2 separate regions of the Sus scrofa genome follow, and region 1 is linked to region 2. The links are chromatin contacts, called in public HiChIP or PLAC-seq maps. All regions are on one chromosome and are shown on one strand. The core of a region is the stretch at or near the end of the contact, and the rest is flanking DNA. Distances in the headings are between cores, read along the strand shown.

Region 1 (6,928 bases), core at 1,082-3,581, 240 kb before region 2:
TGGAGAATATGATGCGTTAGCCATTCTCTGACAATGAGGTGATAAGCCTAAGAATGAAAAGCCAAAATGCTAAGGTTGGCCATCCAGAAGGACAGAGAGAACTTGCATCCTTGATGAAATTATTGAGCTGTCAAGCCTGGCACATCCTCCTTTCAGAGGTCTTGCTTGTGAGGTAATATTTTTGAATTTACATGTTCTCTTATATTCGTTAAGGTTCCTGTGTGTGATTTCAGACCCTGATGGAAAGGAAGAAAAAACTAAAGCAGAAGTCATAGTTTCTGACCTTTAGAAATCAATAATTCTGTGTGTGTGTATGTGTGTGTTTGTGTGTGTGTATGTGTGTATTCTGGATACAAATCCTTAATCAGACATATACTTTCAGATATTTTCTCTCAGTCTTTCATGCTTAGTGGCTTGTTAGTTACAAAAAAAAAAACAGGTATTTTGATTGACATTGCATTGAATCTTCAAGTCAGCTGGGGACAGTTGACATCTTAACAATCAGTGTTAAGGCTTCTTGCCCATATATTTAAGTCATCTTTAATTGCTCTCAGCAAAGTTTTGTAGTTTTCATATGTAGGTCTTGCAGCTTATCAGATCCATGCCTTAGTCCTTCTTCATATTTTTGATGCTAGTCCAAAAGTTTTAAATTTCAGTTTCTAATTGTTCATTCCTTATATAAGGAAATTAGGTGATTTTTGCTTATTGATCTTTTGTTATGCAACCTTTCTAAATTTTTAGTACAGAAAATAATATTGTCTGTGAAGAAAGACAGTCTTAATTTACTGTTCCTTAATCTAAATCCCTTTTATTTCTCTTCATTGCCTTATTGCAATGGCTAGATCCTCCAGTACCATGTTGAATAGCACTTGATAGAATAGACATCCTCAGGTCTCTTACATCAAGTTCAGGATGGAGTCTGTCATAGGCCATAGAAAGTCTCAAATGAAATTTCTTGTGAGGCTTCTAACTTATTTCGGAAAAAAAAAAATGGAATTCCTGCTGGGTGCAACAGGTTAAGGATCCAGCTGCAGTTCAGATTTGATCCTTGGCCTGGAAATTTCCATATGCTGTGAGTGGAAAAATAAAAAGAATCATTTATGTTTTGCATCCTCCTCCATAATATATCTTTATGTTTAAAATATGAAATGCATTTTAAAAATATAGTTAAACTATCTTACTCAAGCATTGTCTCTCTCCTAACCCCAAACATGTTGAAAATGATGCTCCAGGAAGAGGAGCTATATTCAGCCCTAAGATTTTGAGCATACTTCTTAAACAAATTTGAGAAGCCAAGTAACATAATAAAATATGTGATTTATAAAATACGTCTTAAAAATGCAAAGCAGTGTAGATACAAGTGGAACGCTGTGCTGAGTTATATTGTAAGCTATGTATTAATTGATTTCTCCCATGCCTCCATAACCAGATTGTAAACCTAGTCAAGGTGGACTACATCTACATCTTTTTCTTCATTTTACCAGCCACAGCCTGTAGGACAGCGCCTTATATTGAATTTGTGGAATGACTATTTCCCAGGAGCTTGCTTAGCTTGCACGTGCAGAGATCACTAGAAATAAGTAAGTGTGTGATAGTAATTAAGTGGTTAGGTTAGAAATTGGTTTAGAAGAACTAGAAGTGTGTTTGAGTTGGGGTGGAAGTTGAATTGGAAGACAGGGTACCCATGAACTTGAAATAGACTATATGTCTGATATGATTGAGAGGAGATTCAGAAGAACATTCCTTATATTGAGATCCATAAACCCAGGTGTCTATAGATACAGTTCTTGTGAATGTGGCATTCAAGTTCTTTTTACAGACTTCTCAACTGTTGTATCTTTGAGCAGACAAAATTACCGAGCACATTTTTGAGTCATGGTAAACGACCCCATGACCTTATAACCAAGTACTTCTATGAAATATTCGTACTGTAGTTTTTGCATTTTTAGTTATATTTATGGGCTCAAACTGATTGCACAAGTGTCAACATTTATCTAGTAAACCTGATTACTTATTATTTCTCAGATTAGACTCCACAGATCATATTCTTCAGGGTCCTAAAGTCAGAAACACAGATGCAGGACAGTGGGTCAGAACAGGTGAATGAGAGAACATGGGTACCCCGGATGTTTCTAGCCTCTGTGCCCTTAAGTCAGCCAGCTTTTTGAGAGCAGCAAGTGGGAGCTCCTGTTTTCTGGAGTCAGCCCATGCTGCTGCCTACTTCTCTGCCCTCCCTTGGAACTCCACCATGGCTCTTGGACTGGAAGGGTAGTGCCCTCCCCCCATACTGTCTCTCACTGCCCACAGCCTTCTCGAGTTACTGCTGCCTGAGAGTCTGTGGACAGAAGGCAGGTACTATGGCAGATGCTTAAGAACTTCTGGGTCAGGCTGTAGAGTGAGTGCAGGGAAATATAAGCAGGAACTTGAAACTCACTGTCACACATCGGAGTTTATAGAAATCCATTGGTCATGCATTGCTCACTGGTCATCCGTCCTGAGGTCCCTGTGTTTTGAACCAGAATCCCACAGTCTCTCTTTGTCTTATTTCTTTGCACCTCTCCATCTATTCCAGGTATTTTGGATTTCTCTTCTTTGTCCTCAGTGTCCTCAATTTCTGTCACTTTATATTGCGGAAATTCAGTTCTGTCTTTGTCATGACCTCAAAGTCTAATCTATGCACAGAGAGAAGTGCTTTTTTATCTCCCGCAAAACATTAAGGTATCAGTTTTAATTGAAAAAAAAAAAATGGACCCAGAAAGGGTGTCATGTCATTTTTTATGAGGCCATATCACTTGTAGCACTAATTTTTTTTCTGTTATAATTGACACATAAATATGCATATTGTCTTAGTAGAATATATAAAAAACATTTGTATATGTGCACTTTTGTAAACTTCATTTTCCATTTTAATGCAAAAATTCTTGGGAAGTAGGTGAATTTTCTGTTATCAGGAATCAGAAATCTTGACGATAGAATACTAGACTTACAATTTATGAAAGAGTAAGGAAAGATAACAGTATTTTAGCAAGAACACTATTCTGAGGGTCAGAAAAATGGTTTCTAGCCTCTGTTTCGGTCACTGAGTTACCCATATACTTCATCTATAGCAACTTAACTCCCCTGAGCCTCTTTCCATACGTATAACCTTCCTCTCTCCTTGCCCCAGTGGGGTCAGGGTGAGACTGTGCTTTTTTTTCTCTTTTCTTTTCTTTTCTTTTCTTTTCTTTTCTTTTCTTTTCTTTTCTTTTCTTTTCTTTTGTTTTCTTTTCTTTTCTCTTCTTTTCTTTTCTCTTCTTTTCTTTTCTTTTTTTTGTCTTTTTGCCTTTTCTAGGGCTGCTTCTGCAGCATATGGAGGTTACCAGGCTAGGGGTCTAATCAGAGCTGTAGCCTCCAGCCTACGCCAGAGCCACACCAACTCAGGATCTGAGCCGTATCTGCGACCTACACCACAGCTCATGGCAACGCTGGATCCTTAACCCACTGAGCAAGGTCAGGGATTGAACCCGCAACCTCATGGTTCCTAGTCAGATTCGTTAACCATTGAGCCACATGGAAACTCTAAGACTGTGCTTTCTAAACCATAAACTTCTTTATAAGTATAAATGTTATGTCATTGTGTTGCCGAAGATCATTATCTTCATCAGCTAAACTAGAAAGGTCTTTATTCCCTGGTAGGTGTATTCGTAGGTAGTCTCTTCACAAACTTATCCTTGCAAATGATTTACTTGTACTTGAATTAACTCTGTGCTTTAGTCCATTGAATAAAGAAAAAGAAAAAGGATAGTCTTGATCTCTTGCCTTTTATGTTGTCATTCAACATTGAAATAAACCGCCTATTATTAAAAAATAGAGGTCAATCCTGCCATTTAAAAAGGACTCTTCAACATTGCATTAGTTAGACATTTCTTACCTTTCTCCTTCCTTTGACCATCCAGAGTAAACTCCTTAAGCTCTGGTGTAATATAGCTAGATCCTGAACCAATAATGAGTTAACATGTATATCATGAAATAGTTATAGTGGTTTCAAAGTTAATATTTTCATTTATTTTGTTAAGACTTCATTTTTTGGAGCAATTTTAGGTTTACAGAAAAATTGGGGGGAAGGTATGGAGATTTTCTCTGTACCTCCTATCCCAGTACATGCGTAGCCTCCTCCGTATCGATATCGCCCACCTGAGTGGTATATTTGTTGCAATTGATGAACCCACATCGTAATGAACCAAAGTCCATAGTTTTAGAGCCTTATAGTTCTTGATGTTGTATGTTCTGTGGGTTTGGACAAATGAGTAAGGACATGGCTCCCTCATTATAATATTATTTTCGCTGGTAAGATAGATGTAAAAATGCTGTAAAGTGAGTTCCCATTGTGGCTCAGCATAATGATCCTGACTCGTATCCCTGAGGACATGGGTTCTATCCCTGGCCCTACTCAATGGGTTAAGGATCCGGCATTGCCGTGAGCTGTGCTGTAGGTCACAGATGGGTCAGATCTGGCATTGCTGTGGCTGTGGGGTAGATCAGTGGCTACAGCTTCAATTCAGCCCCTTAGCCTGGGAATCTCCATATACTGTGGGTGTGACCCTCAAAAAAGACAAAAAGAAAAATGGAAGAAAAAAAAAAACTGTATAAAGTATCAGTGTATTTTCACTGATCTAGAAATCCTCTGTGCTCCACCTGTTTATCCATTTCCTCTGCTCACCTCCAACACCTGGCAACCACAAGTCTTTTTACTGTTGCCATGGTTTTTGCATTTTTCAAAGTGCCATGTAATTAGAATCATAGAGTATGTAGCCCCTTCAGATTGGCTTTTTTCACTTGAGTAACATGCATTTAAGTTTCCTCTGTGTCTTTTTCTGGTTTGTAGTGCTGAATAATAGTTCATTGTCTGGATGTACCACAGTATATTTATCGTTTCCCCTACTGGAGCCCATCTTGGTTGCTTCCAGGTTTTAGCAGTTATGAATAAAGCTGCCATAAATATCCATGTACGGGTTTTTGTATGGACATAACTTTGTAGTTCCTTTGCCGAAATACCAAGAGTTGTGATTGCTGAAATATGTTCGTTAATAAGAAACTACCAAACCGTCTTTTGAAGTGGCTGCACCATTTTACATCATCCCCAACAATAAGTGAGAGAGTTCTTCTTGCTCCACAATGTAGCCAGCACTTGGTATTGTCAGTATTAGTGATTTGGGCCATTCTAATAAGTGGATAGTGGTATCTCCTTGTTGTCTGAATTTTCATTTTCTTGATGACCTGCGCTGAGTTTCCATTTGTATATCTTCTTTGGTGAGGTGTCTATTAAGGTCTTTGGCCCATTTTTTAATGTGGTTGTTTGTTTTCTGACTGTATAGTCAAAGTTAATATTTTGAGTTGTAATGTGCTTTGCTTGTTTGTGGTCAATACAAGTTTTTTCCAAGTTAAACAAAATTAATGTTTCAAATAATATCTGAGTTTTGAAGGATTTTTTTAGATGATTGTTCTATAAAAAAGTTTTTTGTCTGATTATATATATATATATACACAAGGGTTCCCTTACAGTGGTGATAGATGGAATTGTACATTAGTGCTAGGATTCTTAACTCACCTAGAAAAGTAGATTTGAAACTATATTCAAATAATTTTCTTTAGCCTTACCAGGACAACCGCCTTACTGATGCACTATTCTGGGGCCTTGCATTTAAATCAGGCTTGATCTGTACAGAGAGAGATACAACAGAAAGGTGCCTGATACATAATACTTATTAATCACCTACTAATTGAAAATCACAGAGATTTATATTTGATATATAGTTTTCCACACATACTAAACTTATGTGTATATGTGTAATTTTTGTCTTTGAAAATCTTACAAGTTAAGTATTTACATTTCCTTTTTAAAGAGAAGACAATGGAATCTTTGTGAGGTTACAATGTTGCCCAAATTCACTTAGCAAGTGGCAAAAATGGGATCCAAATTCACGTTGTCTGACCCCAGGGTCCCTTGTTTATTCTGCTGTATCATATGTATTATTTATTGATGACTTTATTAAATAGGGATTAATCGAGTATTTACTCTGTGCCAGGCAAGGTGTTATAGATACTGAAAATACTACAGTGGAAAAAAAGACTTCATGTTCTTGCTTTCAAATATTTTATGTTCAAGTGAAATATATATATATCACCTATGGTGGTAAGTGCTATGAAGAAAGAGGAAGGATGTGTAATAAGATAGAAGGTGATGGGAGAAGAGGTCTGCATATTCTTTTTCTGTAGCCTGATGGTCAGAGATAGCTGTTTGTAAAACTGACATTTAACTAGAGGCCTAAAGGAAGTGAAAGGATGAGGATAGGAATATATGTGCGAACAACCTTCCTGCAGAGGGAACAGCATAGGCAGTGTTCTGGAGATGGGAATTTGCTTGGTGTGAATGTGGAACAAAAATGAGGCTGATGTGCCTGAAGCAGAATGAGTGTAGGGGAGAAGGTAGGATATGGGATCTGAGAGGTGATGTGGGGCCAAAACTTGGTTAAGATGGGCTCTTTCTAGAAGGGAGATGAGAAATCATTGGAAAGACTTGAGCATGTGTTTCTGACATGGTGTGACTTGCAGTATAGATCATAGGATGTAGAAAAGGATTTGGGGACCCATTAGGAGGCTATCACAGTCATTTAGGCACGAGATGATGGTGCCTTGGGCCAGGGTAGTGAGTGTGGAAGTGATAGGATCTGTTTTGAAAATAGAGGCAATAAGAAAAGCTAATGAATTGGATGTGGTGATAAGGAGAAAAGAGAGTCATCGATGACTGTAAGTTTTTTGACTTATGTTGAGTTTTAGTATGAGAACATTTTCAGGAGGGGAGATCAGGAAGGTAATCAGGGGTTCAGTATTTGTGTGATATGAGTTAGGGTTTTTCTCTCCTAAATAGGCCATCATTCCACACACATTT
Region 2 (7,810 bases), core at 2,459-4,958:
TGCAAAGACTGCAGATGTGCTCAGACATCTGTTTAGGCATCCACTTAGCAAGCATTCTGTCATCCCGGCGGGACCAGCACCACAGCTGAAACATATATAGCCCCAGACATCAGCTGTAAGGGAACCAAATGGTGCCTTCCCCAAAATTACCCTAGAATTCAAAATATCTAAACAGCTCGACAGGCACAGCCAATAATTTATAGACGAAAACCCACAGCACACAGACATACGTAGCCCCAAGTTCAATAAGGAATGATTCTAAGTTTCAACTGTCTCACTCCAGTGCTGAATTTGGAATCTTCTCCACTGAGCGAAACAATGCATAACATTATAAATACAAGCCAAGTGAAAGGATATGTTAGGTGTTAGCCAAATAATGGTAGATTAATTGGTAAGATACCATAAATCCAAAACACTTGTCAATATAGGAAACCTTTGCTTGTAAAGATAAATAGTAATTTCTACGAGAAGTGTCAAAAATGGAGGTGCTTTTTTATTTTAAGATATTCAGAGTAGTAGTGCAGTGAAATAGACTATCAGGTCATTACTGCATTCGTTTTATATCTATTGAGGGTAATTAAAGAAAAACAAGTTCCCAGAAAAGCCTGAAAGTTCTAAAGCTTTGCTAAGCAGTCTAGTCTTTAAATAGAAACCATTTTAAACTTTCTTAATCAATACAGTTCAGTTAAAGGGCATGGTAACAACCAAACACCGCAAGTGATTTTAAACTTACCTAAGCAATTAACAAGGACTTGCTGCAATGAAGCAACTCTGAAAACCAACCAATCAACGACAGCCTTGCATTTTCAAAGCCAGCCATTGGGCGGTACGCGCGTGTGCGAACACACACACACACACACACACAATCTCTCCAGTGGACATGCTTGTAAGGCTGAAATCAACCCACTCTTGTCCCTGTCACCAACACAAAACTGCTTCCAAGACAGGGGCAACCTTCCCTTGTCTCTGTAAGTAATACCACTCAAGACAAGTTCTTTTCCAAAATCTTTGTTAGATCTTTTTTTGCTCAGTATGACTAGCTGAGCTCTCTCTTACTTAACCAAGTAATAAATTCAGTTTAGTATTTTGCAGATCCAATGTAGGGATCTCCTTCTTTTACCACGTACATATCCATTATTTGAAATTATGACCCTTTAGCTTTATCACTTTGTCCAGATTTTTTACATGATGACCCATTCTGTTAAAATATTTTATTTAAGAAACATTATTTTTTTTTCCTTTTTTTTTTTTTTTTTTTTAATGACCATACCTGCAGCATATGGAAATTCCTGGGATAGGAGTCTCATTGGAGCTGTAGCTGCAGGCCTCCGCCACAACCGCAGCAATGCTGGATCTGAAGAGCATCTGCAACTTACCCTGCAACTCATGGCAATGACAGATCTTTAACCCACTGAACAAAGCCAGGGATGGAACCCGCAACCTCACAGATATTACATTGGGTTCTTAACCCCCTGAGTCACAATGGGAACTCCAAGAAACTTTCTTTATTAAGTATAGATGCAGACTTCTATGTAAAATCAGCCTGCCTTTTACAAGTCTACCTTGACTTGCAGATTGCACGTAATCTGTCCAATGTGCAGTTTGGATTCGCTGTCTTTGTTTATGCCATAACTGTCCACCTCATTCTCCAAACTGCAAGCCTTGGACCTGGTACCAACCCTTCCTTCTCTCCCCCCTTCTCCAGGCTGAGCAACGCTATTTCTGAAATGTTGTTTAAATCTTTGTTCTCACCTCACTCCTTTGGCCCTACCCCTCCAGACTTCATCCTCTTTTTGCCAAGATGATTAACAATAAATTATTACCAAAAGTTGAACCCCACCCTTCTAACGCATCCTCTATGGGCCAGTCCCCAGGGTGACAAAGAACAGAACTAAGTTTGTCTCTCTCTGCTCTTTGAAAGTCTGTTTTAAACGACCCCAGGATCTCTTGAGACCAAGTGGCATCAGTGCTACCAAATTCACCCTCCTCTCTGCCCATTCGGACTCTGGGTTTCACATGGACTCGCTTGCTCTTCCTTAAGCCCTCTGTACTCTCATTGCTCTTGCTAATTAACTTCTCTTCCTAAAACTCCCTTTTGTCTTTTGCACATGGCAAAATCGCTCTCATACTGAAAGCACCCTCTTAGGCTTTGCAATTTATTCTTCTGATAAAGCAGTGTTTTAATGCCTCCTTGGACAGTGCTTTACTCCCCTACTGGAATCAACTTAAGACAACGGCAAAATCTCATTCTCTTTCAATTCTTTTGGTCAGGAAAAAATCATAATACAGAGTAATATTCCAGTAAATGTTAGTTTAAAAAGGATTTCATTGGTATATGGACTAGTTTCTGCAGCAAACTTTAATGTGTTCATAGGACTTGTAGAATTTTCCTACTGAGAACTCTTCATCCTATTAATCCACTTGACCCTGACCTCTTGGCACTGCCTATATTAAGGTCCGTAAGTTTCTATGAGCAAGTGTTAGTCTCTGGTTTCATTTTCGTCTCTGCTGGGCTCTCACTGAGCTATTCTTACGAGAGAATGCCAAGGCATTCCAGAATTAATGTTTGCATGTGTTTCCGGAGGAATGTTTCTTGGACTTTCCTGTCTTCGCTGTCATTTTAAAGGAATGACTTCTTAGATGGCAACAGAACCACATGATTGCATTATGTTTGCCTTGGCAGTTGTTAGCAATGCTTTGGCAGAAAGATTTCCCACCTCCTGGTTAGGGAGATAGGAGTTTAAAGAAATATTTATTGAGTTCTTACTATATGGCAGGTCCTAGGTTAGATGATAAGGATACAAAGACGATTAAAACAAACATTTACCCTTAAAAAGTTGCCCTTTCGTAATGAATGAACCAGATATACAGGCAAATAAGAAAAAAAGATGAGCAAGTGTGTGTGACTGAGAAAGGTGCTATGGAAGCAGAGAAAAGGATTGAGTGAGGAGGGCTTCCTGGGGCAGGGATATTTAAGCATATATGTGAGTGGACAGTCTCTGTATCCACATAGAGGCTGCCTGGAAAACACACACATTGAGGGGTCCTAGAAAATCGATGAAACCTCTGTCACTAAGAAATCTTAGCTCTTTCAGGAGTTCCTTGGCGGTTCAGCAGGTTAAGGATCCCAGGTTGTCACTGCTGTGGCCAGGGTTTGATCCCTGGCCCTGGAATTTCCACATACCACGGGTACAGCCAAAAGAGAGAGAGAGAGAGAGAGAGAGAGAGAGAGAGAGAGAGAGAGAGAGAGAGAGAGAGAAAGCTCTTTGCAGTTAATATTTTTAATGTATTTAACTTATTTACAAAATTTCTGCTGCTGAGTGGACAGATGCTTTATTTGCTGATTGCTTTGCTTTGCCAATTCCGTACTACATTGTACCACCCGACTGTCCTTTTTTGGTCTCTTCAAATGAACAATTATGTAATAGAAGAATACGTGTGTTTACAGAAGCAAATGTCACTAACCATTTTGAAGCCACACTTCTAAGAAGTTCCAGATTCTTAGCCTGGATGAGAGGTGGGGTCCTGACAACAGGCCAGTAAGAATGGTATATTGAATAACACGCAGGGCGTCATGTAAACACACAGATCACGTTCTGGAGCAGTGGCGACCCTTTGAGCTGAGGCTGCTGTTGACAGTGCCTCTGTGTCCACTTGACTTGTACCTGCCCAGCTCCCAGGATCTGTGCAGGGCACTGTCACCCCTCCTGCTGAGCTTGGGTCATTACATCCTCGCCCTACATTTTACAGCTTCGACCCCGTGACAGGGGAGCTGACCCCAGCTTGGTGCCAGGCACCCAGCAAAACGGGGATTAATAAAGCCTGCCCCAGTGAAGCCAAGGGCTCTACAGCTGCTTCTTGCAATTAGACTTGTCATCATTCTCTTAAGAAGCCCCTGTTGATTTTTAAATCCTAATTGGCAGGAGACACCTGTTCCCCAACAGGAAGGACGGGAAGGGGCATTCGCTTGCAGCAGGCACGGGGGGAACTGAGAGGCTGGATGAATGTGTGTAAATACTTTTGTCTCAAATCTGTTTGCTTCCATTTAGAGTTTCTTTTTTCTTTCTTTCTTTTTTCCCAAGAACAGCATGTCTCGAGTCAGGCTAGTCTTTGGGAATAAGTAAGAATTTGGCTCTGAATCATTTTTTGAGCAAGAACTTACCACTGGTCCCTCCCTAAGGCATCTTCCTTACCATCCAGCAGCCCCTTCTTGGCATGAGCACAGTTTCCTGGCTACTTTTTTTTTTTTTCCGCCAGGATCCTGGCTGTCATTCATTCCGGTATTTAGGTATTTAACGGCCTACAAGCTGCATAAACCCTGCAACCTATTTGTGCCTATAAAGAGTATTAAGTATATTTTTAGTGCCTGTCTTCACCAAGCTAGCATTCTAAATAGAGGGAGGCAGTAGAACAGCATGTGATAACACATGTGAGATGTTCTTTTGCAACTAACATATTTGCCAGTGATTATGGGCAGAAAGAAGAAATGGTGAAAGTTCTCGGGACAGTTGTTGGAAGAGGTTTGGACATTTTGATTTTCTTTCAAACTTCATTGCCTTAGAGTTTCTGCTTAGAGCTGATGCTTGCAGTTTTCTAAACGGTAGCAAGTAATGTCTGATAAAAATCATTGTAACCCTTTGTCTTAATTAACACCCCTGGGTGTTTTCAAATGAAGCATTACTGTTATTTGTTAGGCTCTGATCATTAGGGCAAGTCTGCGGGAGAATAAGAATAAAATAACTGCATAGAGATGTGGAGGAGGCTACAAATCTGTGGGAAGGAGAAGCATTGTAATCGTAATTCTCATTTTCACGCAGCAGGCATTTATTGAACACTTAGTACATTCCAAGATCTTTTCTAGCCCTCAGCCGCCTTCTGGATCACCCCAGGTTTCAGCTCAGTTCATAAGCACTGTCCTTTGAACAGAACTTTGCCAATAGCCAGTTAAGCCCTCTCATCAACCTTGCCATGTCCTTGTGGGCTTCAGTGAAATTAGGCAATCCGGGAGGATTTATTGTGTATCCAAGTGAATGCCAGTGGGGTATTCCTTTAAGTGTAACTTAATAAATTCAAAGAAACTGGAGGGGGGTTTGTTCTACTTATTGCATGCCTTGTTTTGTGTTTAGTTTCACAAGACTGTATGTCTTGTTTATGCAGTCATATTGCTATTGCCACTGATGAAAATATAAAGGAAATAAAAGACTCGGATGATCGCCCCTGAAAGATTTGTCATGCTGGTGGTAGATAGATACGTAGTAAGGACAACCAGCAACATTTGGGCAATCCTGCATAAAGGTTTAACGGAAGGCATTGTTGGAACCCACTGCACCCCACAGCTCTCCAAGGCATTCCATTATAAGCAGGCATCTGAAAGTCTCTTAAGATCCTGGATAAACAGTTCTCAAAATTTAGTGCCCCCAAAGTTTACCCAAGAATCTCATGAAAATCCAGAGTCCTGAAGCCCCCAACTCAGTGATTCTGATTCAGTCGATGGATGGTGAGGGCTAGGAAGTAACTCCTGGCAAGAACTCCCGAGGATTTTGAGGGAGGAGATATGCACCCTACACTTTAAGAAATGATGAGACTGTCCCCCATCCTTCCCATCAGGGAAGCAGTGAATCAAAGGATAAAATTAGGGAAGAATTATTTCGCCACTTTGAGTGTCCACTTAAGCCCAAGTGGATTTCCTTCATGAATGCTGCAATGTTACCAAGGCTCATGACTGGTTCCCTGTGAAACCATACCTGTAACTCCATTCAAAAGGGGGTGAGGGCATCCCTGCCTTAAAGACATTTTTATGAGCTACTCTCAGTCTTCATACTGCCTCCGACTTCCTTTCCTTCAAAGATGGGGTCCAGCTCTGTCAGTGGTTCAGAGCTCTGTTATTACCATATAAGGAGAGAGACGCTTAGGCTAAAAGCCCCTCTGAGATGTTTGGAGCAAAGTGTGAGGCTTTGCAGCCTCTGTGTGTTTATGACGTAAGCAACGATGAGTAGCTCAGGGAGGAGGATGGGTGATTCATTCAGGAAGAAATAGCTTGCACCTGTGAGGACACTGAAGTCGCCACTTGGCATTATTGGGGTGCTGCATCAGCTGGAAGCAGCCTCTGTCCCCAGACGAACTGCCAGCTCGTAGATCTTGAGCAGAACTGGGCCTCTCTCACCGTGGCGTTTTGCTTTTCAGAGAAAGCAAGCTTGTGACTTGCAGGAGAGCTGAGGGGAGGTATGCGCTGAGCAGCGCTCTGTCTTGGCAGGAAGGTGGCTGCTGCAGACATGGATGCAACCAGCACATGTGTTCCTACAGGACGCCTCATGGCTGGGCTAGTTTATCTTCAATAATCCCAACCTATGTCCCAGAATCACATGATTTGGCCGGGGCTCGGACCCCCTGTGTTCTTGGCTTGGGGAATAATGAAACGTGATCTCGAGACAAGATAGGATTAGGATCTGAAGACGCATGGATGGATGGATTTCTCTCTCCCGGCAGCATGTTAATGGAACATGGCATCAGGAAAATATATTTAACCTGCCCGCCGTTCGAGGAGTTCAAACATTGCCTTTGTACATGGAATCCTGCCTCTATAGTTTATGACGGCTGACAGGAACAAATTGATGTTAGAGATAAAAGAACATGGAAAACAGCTCCAGCAAGAGGCAGCGGTAGCCCTGACCGTGTCTGCTGTCACTGGCAGTAGTCATTCATCTTTGAGAAGGCACTGCATGCTATTATACCTGTCATTCAGGAGCCCATTTATCAAGAAAAGCCCTTCAGGGTACACTAATGTTAAAAGAAAAAACTCTTTGTGCTTAAAGAGTGTAGTGAATGGGACGAGGCCATGGTGAGAGCTCAGGACTGTCTCCTTTGCGCAAGCCCAGCGCAGTGAGCCAGAGTCTCTGTGATCCAGGTCGGGTCACTGGGAGGGCGGGCTTCTAGAAGGCTCTAGGCAGATCAGGACGGAATCCCTGCCGGCCCTGATGATCAGAAAGTGGCTGGTGTTGGATCCAATCATGGGAAAAGGAATGATTCACTTTGGAAAGCTTGATCTCTTGCTGTGAAACCATATGTCCTGTAATCTCTGAAAGCAGTGATAGTTCTTTCCCAACTCCATCGTACTTGCTGTGATTAAAACTCTGACTGGCACTGCAGTCACCCCTTTTCAAAATATAAATTATCCTCAAGCTCAGGGTCCACACGGGGGACACACATAGGTTCTTATAGGACTGTCTGTTAGTACTATCTACGCCTCCTGAACACTGGCCAAGAATGAAAATTCCTCAATCGTTTTATTCAACAAAATTTAATTAAAACAAAAATTCTTGTGGTGACTGAAGTAGTGACACTTACATCACAGATTTTATTTTGAATATTCTAAATTAAAATGCATTGAACAAGCCAATAAACATCTTTTTGCAAAGGTATGTATATGTGTGTGTATAGATACATATATGTATATGTATATATGTAAATTGCACAGGTCAAAGTCATGACTGCATAGAATAGAAAAAAAAAAAGGAAAAAGTGGCTGGGTGTTGGGGCAGAAGGAATGAAGATTCTGTTGCCTCTGTGCATATAAGTTCCAGTCCTTGCACTTTATTATCTTGATGTCTTGGCGTAGCACTAAAGGTATATTTTATCTTTAGATTTTGTTTCTATATTTTCAGAGAAATAAATTTTTCCTTCTTTTTTGAGATAGGAAAATAACAAGGAAATTTGTGTTTTATTAAATGGCCGGGAACCAGTGATACATTTTCAGGTCTGGCAACTGCATTTGTTCTATGGTGAGTACACGTACCTAGAAAGAAGGCAGAAA

What was found. HiChIP or PLAC-seq counts read pairs in DNA pulled down with a chosen protein or histone mark.
Region 1: an H3K27ac HiChIP or PLAC-seq map of skeletal muscle shows a contact between it and region 2. The contact joins two enhancer-like sites. A contact is called at or near these places in 1 of 47 Hi-C or Micro-C datasets (skeletal muscle) and 1 of 2 datasets of contacts at active chromatin or transcription factors (skeletal muscle).

Annotation. Positions count from the first base shown.
Region 1 is chr1:30,479,839-30,486,766 of Sscrofa11.1, reverse strand. All of the region lies in intron 2 of EYA4 (eyes absent homolog 4), which reads left to right. Among named protein-coding and RNA genes, the nearest start is that of EYA4, 92 kb to the left of the region's middle. Within about 2 kb of position 2,331, at least 1 of the 83 cell types and tissues checked has an H3K27ac peak or open chromatin away from gene starts, as enhancers often do. A contact at or near this core is called in skeletal muscle, where this site is marked.
Region 2 is chr1:30,241,174-30,248,983 of Sscrofa11.1, reverse strand. No RefSeq gene overlaps it. Among named protein-coding and RNA genes, the nearest start is that of TCF21, 270 kb to the right of the region's middle. Within about 2 kb of position 3,708, at least 10 of the 83 cell types and tissues checked have an H3K27ac peak or open chromatin away from gene starts, as enhancers often do. A contact at or near this core is called in skeletal muscle, where this site is marked.